2 separate regions of the Hordeum vulgare genome follow, and region 2 is linked to region 1. Evidence: chromatin contacts called from public HiChIP or PLAC-seq data. All regions are on one chromosome and are shown on one strand. Each heading gives the region's core, a stretch centred on a gene start, on an enhancer-like site or on the middle of the called end of the contact. The rest is flanking DNA. Distances are from core to core; before and after follow the strand shown. Region 1 holds the start of LOC123430816 (FCS-Like Zinc finger 3-like). Region 2 holds the start of LOC123427858 (FCS-Like Zinc finger 1-like).

Region 1 (3,540 bases), core at 301-2,800:
CAAAGATAGTTTGCTGGGTTGTTGGTGTTGAGTGCCACTCATCACCCGGTACCCCGTGCCCATCTTTCAGCAACGCTAGATATTCCCATGGAACCATGCATGCATCAACTGCTTTAGTTTAGCGCACACTTTATCCGCCCCCAAGTTGCATGGCACGCTTAAAGGTGGCACGCGCCATCAACGACACACCGCACGCGACACATCATCCTAGTCGACGGAGACTACAAGATGCGTGGAGAACGATGGGCAGGCCTCGCATGAGATCAGATCACAGAAGTGTTGGTTTGTTTAAAGTAAACCGAGCTTCTCATCGCAGTTCGCAGGCCCCTCGTGGTGTCAAGCCGAGTAGGAGGTGGATTGTCGTGAAATCAGGCAGCCGCACCTACTCCGCCCCTGTTTCCCCATCGACCGGTTCAGTCTAGTTTATGTTAAATCCATGGAGCCAACCAGCTGCTGAACCACAAAAACCGGAGTTGTTTCACTGATCCCTCGAATAATCGGACGTGACATGTTACAAAGCTGCTCCAACTTGAGAGAAAGAAGCGGAGAAACGAATAAATATCGGACGGTTTGTCGACACTGCTGACTCATGATTCTGCTCGCCGGAATAGTGCATCAGTAGTGCGGCCATGGACCACCACCCCGCGCCCCGGTTTTGATTTGGCCGTTCGGCGAGCCAGCTTGCGGCCTTTGCAGTTGCAGCTTGCTTACTGTGTGCGTGCGTAGGACCCCTTCTAGAGGAAGGATTTGTGCTAGTGGCCCGGTGGTGGTATGTGCTGTGGGTCCAAAAGAAAAAGTCTCTTGCAACTGGGGGTGATTTTATCAAGGAAATAATATCTTTGCATCCCACTCGCGCTGCGTTCGCCATATATGTAGCTTGGCACCTATGGTCATGCATTATTGCGTGTGCCAATGAGACCCAATTATTAACGTTCACTAGCAACGGCTAATGGCGGGAGAAAGACCGAAATAACCTTGTTTGATGGTGCTTAGTCAATGGGTAGGTTAAGCACATGTGAGGAACATCTCAAACTTTTTTTGTTGTCGTAAACGAATGGTGCGAGAAATATTTGGCCGCGAAACAGCAAAACTCGGAACCATGTAGAGCATGCATGACCTATTTTCAGGCATTCGAACACCACCATTCTTGACAATTTTAAGAGAAGGCAATTAAAAGTGTACAACTATAAAACAATGTACCTGACGCCCTATGCAAACCAGTCTTGTAAAAACTAGTTTGGCAGTTTCTTGAACGTGTTGAGAATCATTTTTGTAGTATACAATGTAGAAAATGTCTCATGACTAGCCAATCATAAAAAAATAACAATGCAATCCTTTTTTTGGGGGGGGGGGGGGTGCTGGGAAACGGCAACTTTATTGTTTATCTCGCCCAAGTACAAACTCACAAAGTTTAGCAAATAAACATCCAAAAAATACAACGGGAGCAACCTTGCTCAACATCTTGAGTGCTAAGCGTAATTTCATCTAACACAGAGGGCCAAAGTGAAAAGCACACCACCCTCCCTAATATAAGGGGATGTCTCGCTTCTCTTCTCTCCTCCCCCACTCCCTTCACTCATTCCTACTAGTAGCTGAAAAGAAAGAGAAGCATTACCAGCTTGCAGAAGGAAACTACAACCCCATCGATCTCCATGGAAATCTACGGTGACCTCGAGGCCGGCTGCCTCAGCCACTCCGTCTCGCCCATCAAGCCGGCGTCCTCGCCGAGGAAGCCCGGGCCTGGCCGGCTCTTCTGCGACCCCTGCGACGACGCCGACGAGCTCCTCGGCCGCCACCACTACCTGGACATCTGCTTCAGCTGCCGGAAGCTCCTCGCCGAGAACAAAGACATCTTCATGTACAGGTGAATACACGCTACCAACATCCTACCCTCCATGATCCCTCCTTTTGGATTACCTCCGCCCAAGAATTGTCTCTGATGGTGGCTTGGTTGATTTCTCTTGCAGAGGTGACACGCCCTTCTGCAGCGAGGAGTGCAGGCAGGAGCAGATCGAGATCGACGAGGCGAGGGAGAAGCGGTCGAATCAGACCGGGAGGGCGGAGGAGCAGCGGCAGAGGCAGCAGCGGAAGCAGAGCACCCCGAGGATCCCGGTGTGGGCGTGGTAGCCAGGGCGGTTTTCCGGCGACCAAGCCGAGCGTAGGATTTTCATCTTTTTAGCAAGCAGTTCGTGAACAAAAGCTCGACGATGAGTTGGGCGGTCCAGGTCCAGATCTTATGCCGTCCCCTGAACCGCAGCGATCTCCGAAGATGGAGAAGAAGAGTTTGTTTTGTGGGTGGATTATCACTGGTTTTTTGTTCTTGCGTCGCGTAAGGTGTACTATAATCTGTCGATATGAAAGAAAGGGAGAGGCATAACAGAAGCTCTCTCAATTTTCTCATCAGTTCAGCTGTGTTCTTGGGGTCTTTTCTATTGTTCCATACATATACTCGCACGGATGCATGCTTCCACCCATAACAGTGGACGCAGTATTAGTAAGATTTATAATTGAGCTTTATTCGTTTTGGCCCACGAACATGATCGCCTCTGTTGCTGTATTATGGGAAATTAAGGCCGTTACTGTTATAAAAATTGAATAATATTGGAGGCCGTTGCCTTCTACTGTGTCTGTGTGTGCATACAGCAGAGGCAGAGACCCATCCAACCAACGGTCCTGTTCGTTTCTACTAGTTGGGCAGAGGGGGGTAACTTGGGAACTCTGGAGACAAAACAAATGATTCCCTTCCGTTACTTAATTAGTGACGAAATGATGGATTGGACGTGAACGAAATGTAGACGTTCGCTTCAGCAAGAAAAGCAAAGAGGCAATGTGCTCAACATGAGTGATAAAGTTCCACATATACTGTACATGACTAATAAAGAAATTAAAGATCTTGTCTTTCGGCCAAACAGCCGGTGATTTCATCCGCCATTTCTCTCGTCAAAAGGCTGCCTGGCTCTGGTGGTCCTCCGGGGTACACCTTACGTTTACGTGCCAGGCCCATCCGTCATATGCCGCCGTAAGAAAACGACAAACAAACTCGTACGTGTAACACATACAGTACAAATACCAATACCGTCCATGTTTCCAGAGTGACCCAGCTGACAGACCTCATACCCTGCGCACATCACCGTCAACATACGGTAGCGTCTACAGCCGGACGGAGCAACTCGGGCCTTATCCGGCCCCACGTATGTTGCTCCTGCATGTGTATATTTTATATTCGTATTTTTAAATCTATGTAAAATCATAAACGTCGATCACATAAATTAATGTCATACATAAATAATAAATGTTGGTATCGAATAAAAATATCATATACATTAAATTTATTTAATGTGCACAATCAATTATCTTTTATTATTATTTTCATTATAGGTCTGTATGCTTCCCCAAAACATTAAGTAATTACATGTGCACGTGATGATCTTGTAGATTCCGATGCATCCATAAAAAATTCATAAGCTAAACTATACCTTGATCTTTCGGGGTTTCAACCTATTCTTCAAGTGCTTCAAAATCATTGGTTTGAGCTACACC
Region 2 (3,553 bases), core at 113-2,612, 160 kb before region 1:
ATGACTTTAAAATAGAGCATCTTGACGGTTTACCAGCCTGAAGTTTTTTACCCCCTCCGTTCCTAAATATAAAGATTTTTTTAGAAATTTTATTAAATGACTACATACGAAGCAAAATAAATAAATCTATATACTCTAAAATATGTCTATATACATCTATATGTAGTCTCTCTAGTAAAACCTTTTAAAAGACTTATATTTAAGAACGGAGGGAGTAGATTGCAAATGGCTGCAGGCATTGATAGCATCTGCCACAAGCTGGTGCACGCGCTTGAGTGGGTCACGGGCCGAGCGTAGACAAGATGTGCAAGTGTGGGCGCGACTCCACTGTTGACAAGTTGCTGCTGTGGCGTGCATGCACGGTCGCACGGGTGCACCACAGCTCAAGCATGATGAGTTGATGACACTAACTCAAAGAGAGGACATCCAGATTTTTATTTTGTTGTTTATTTTCTTTTCTTCATCTCGTGTTTGATAAATTTTTTAACATACAGTACACTGCACGACAGGCATTTGTGTCTATTATTGGCGTGGGCTAACCATGTGGGGCACCTGTCTCGTATGTTGGCAAAAGGCCTGGCGCGCTAATTATCAGCACTAAGCGTCGACACTAGTTTAAGCAAAGCTGTCCAATCTTACACAAGTACAGCCGGAATGTATTGATGCCCAAGTTTCCGACTAGAGGAGGCACGAGGAATCCTTATGCAATGAGTATAGACTCTATCTTTTTTTTTGTAAGCTAGACCCTGTTCGGAATTTCACCCACTCCGTGAAATCCCCGAAGCTGCGGAGCTACGAAACAGATGCTCCTCGTTTTTCTACTGTAACTCCACCTAACTCTACCTGCTCCCGGAGTGGAGTGGAGGTAATCCGAACACGGCTTGAGTATAGACTTTCGAATACACAAAAGCGAAGGATGTATTTGTATTGTACCGCGAACGATACGGCACGAGTCTTTGTAGAAGCCGACGGTTTACAAATCGGCTGTAGACTCAATGACGAAGTGTATAGACTTTAAAAAAGAAACGAGTTGCATGACCTAAGCTTCACATTTTCCAAAAGCTCCTCCTAAAAAGAGGTCCTCGAACTTAGGAACTTTTGTAAAGCTCGTTGGTAATTGTTTTATTTTTCGAGAGTATGCAAATACGGCTACAGTTCTAGCCTTCACAAAATATCACAACTTTAGATCAACTCAGACGTTCAAGACCGATGTCTCCTTTGATCAATGGGGACCTCTTCACGGGCACATCACGATCGCCGTCGTTTTCGTCTCGGTGGAGCCGAGCGCAAGGCGCGCGGTATTGCCCCGACCCGTGGGCGCGCCCGACCGCACGCCGGACCACAGTTTGCCGACGGCCTTGCCGTGTCCGCCCCCACGCACCATATATACCCAGAGCCTTTCCCCTCTTCTTCATCCAACTCGCTCGCTTCCTTCGTCCTCCCTCATCCGCAGCAGCAGCACCAAAATCAGCAAAGCGAGCACACCACCAGGCTCTGCTCTGCTCAGCATCTTGCTCTCGAAAGCCACCTGCACATACACACATACAATGGCGGCATCAGTGGCCTGCTCCTTCTTCTTCGATGCCGAGCTGCTTGGCGAGCCCGGCATGCCGGCGATGGACGCGTGCGCGCTCTGCGCCAAGCCGCTGGCGCGCGACAGCGACGTCTTCATGTACAGAGGGGACACGCCCTTCTGCAGCGAGGAGTGCCGCCAGGAGCAGATGCACCTCGACGCCGTCTGCGCCAGGCAGGCCGCGCGGAGGCAGCAGCGGTTCTCGGCGGAGACGGAGTCCCACCGTGGGCAGCGGCGGTCCAGGAAGGTGCCCGTCGCGAGCTAAGCGGACGGCCTGGCCGTACCGCGTGGGCGACGAAAGTTTTGTTTCACTCGACAAGACCTGGATTCTGAAGAAAACAACATCTGTATTCTGAAGAACCATCGAAATCTCTTGGGAGGCCTGTGATCTGATGTCTCCATCTCGCCGGCCGGTGCTCTAGCATGGACCGGTGGAGGTACCAGAACCAGATGAAGGTTGCCGCCGCCTACGAGAGGCAAGGCAGCCAGGCAGGCAGGGCTGCATCAGGCGGCACGAAGCATAGGTGCCTGTAGCCTTCCCGCATGTGTCCATGGCAAGCTAATTAAGCTGCCCGGATGGGAGGAAATCTGTACTTGTTCTCCATCGGTCTGTGCCGTGCCGATGAATTGATTTGGTTCGAAACGAAATAAAGAAGGCCATGGATCTGAAGAAAATCAATCAAACATGATTCACATTTTGTTTTAACTTCTAACCGGGTCTCTCTTGCAGTTTCCGATTCACTATCGACGCTTAATTATCGCTGAGTGAAAGTATATCTATACTACTAATAAAAGATTAAACAAAAACTTTTCTAAGTACACACAACTATTACCGTCATAAAAACAAACATCAATCACCACCATACAATTAGACAACAAATTATACTCTAACGGTCTTCCACCATCCATGCACCACCACCTTATGCATTTACCAAATTAACTAAGGCTGACCGTGCTCCACCTCCTCCTACAGCGAAAAACTGTTGCACCTGCACGTAAAAAAAGGAGCCAATCAAGTACAGAAATTTAGGAATAATTAACGGGAGCCAGTCGCCCTGGCCTGCACCTTCGCCGTCGCCTCCGCGTCCAACTCCGCCTCCTCCTCCCCCTCGCCGCCCGCCGTGTCCCCCATCTCTGTCGCCGCCGCCGCCCACCGCGTCCCCATCTCAGTCGCCGGTGGCCTCCACCTCCACTACATGCAGGAGAGCCGCCATGCGGATCCCTACACATCGATGCATCTTAGTGGGGTTTCCTCGGTACCGGAGAATAATCGCGCACGCGACGAGGCCGAAGGTGGGGCGAGTCGACCAAGAATCGTCCATCCTTGAGGTCCCTGAGTTTCTTCTGATTCCTCACTGCATCTCCCATCCATCTGATCTGAATAGTGTCAATGTCAGTATCTTCAGGGATTGAGCCCGGGACGAGGGCGGCGAGTTCTTGGGACAGCCGTGCTAATGTGGATGTAGATGTACCGCAAGGGCATGGTGCCTCTCCGGTGGTTCTTGCAGGATCTGGCAGTGATCCATCACAAAGTTCACCGGAATCAGGTGAGGAAAAGAGGCATTCCGTTTATCATTTCCCCTGTTCGGCTAGAGTTGCATGTTTCGAAATTCAGAGTGTGGCACCCATGCTGCCTGTTTAGCATGCATCCAGTGGTAGTAAAAGGCAAGTATTGTGCTGTGCATGTTTGGGTTTGGGGTTTTCTGATCTAGGACTCCACAATCAGTCCCATAATTGATATGACCCTCAATTATGCATGCACTGGCTGGTATGATGATGTAGTGGGGTGTTCTGGAGTCATTCTTCTGAAATTAGTTGTCAAAAAAGTTGTTCTGAAAAAATAATATTGTTATTTTCTCTCAACAGAAACTGAAAGTTTAATGCACTTATTTGAAAAAAATACAATAATTTTCTGTACCCCTTCTTTTTCACATACTACTCTAAGTTATTCTCTCCCCTGTTCAGCCAGACTTGCATGTT

The links. HiChIP or PLAC-seq counts read pairs in DNA pulled down with a chosen protein or histone mark.
Region 2: a contact with region 1 is called in an H3K4me3 HiChIP or PLAC-seq map of embryo, with 3 times the contacts expected there. The contact joins the promoter of LOC123427858 here to the promoter of LOC123430816 in region 1. A contact is called at or near these places in 2 of 6 Hi-C or Micro-C datasets (leaf and seedling) and 1 of 1 datasets of contacts at active chromatin or transcription factors (embryo).

The regions. Positions count from the first base shown.
Region 1 is chr2H:615,880,425-615,883,964 of MorexV3_pseudomolecules_assembly, reverse strand. LOC123430816 (FCS-Like Zinc finger 3-like) reads left to right here and starts at 1,550. Exons shown (of 2, transcript XM_045114654.1): 1 at 1,550-1,864; 2 at 1,968-2,403. The coding sequence starts at 1,653. The coding sequence ends at 2,127.
Region 2 is chr2H:616,038,502-616,042,054 of MorexV3_pseudomolecules_assembly, reverse strand. It overlaps LOC123427858 (FCS-Like Zinc finger 1-like), which reads left to right and starts at 1,362. Exons shown (of 1, transcript XM_045111993.1): 1 at 1,362-2,279. The coding sequence starts at 1,548. The coding sequence ends at 1,838.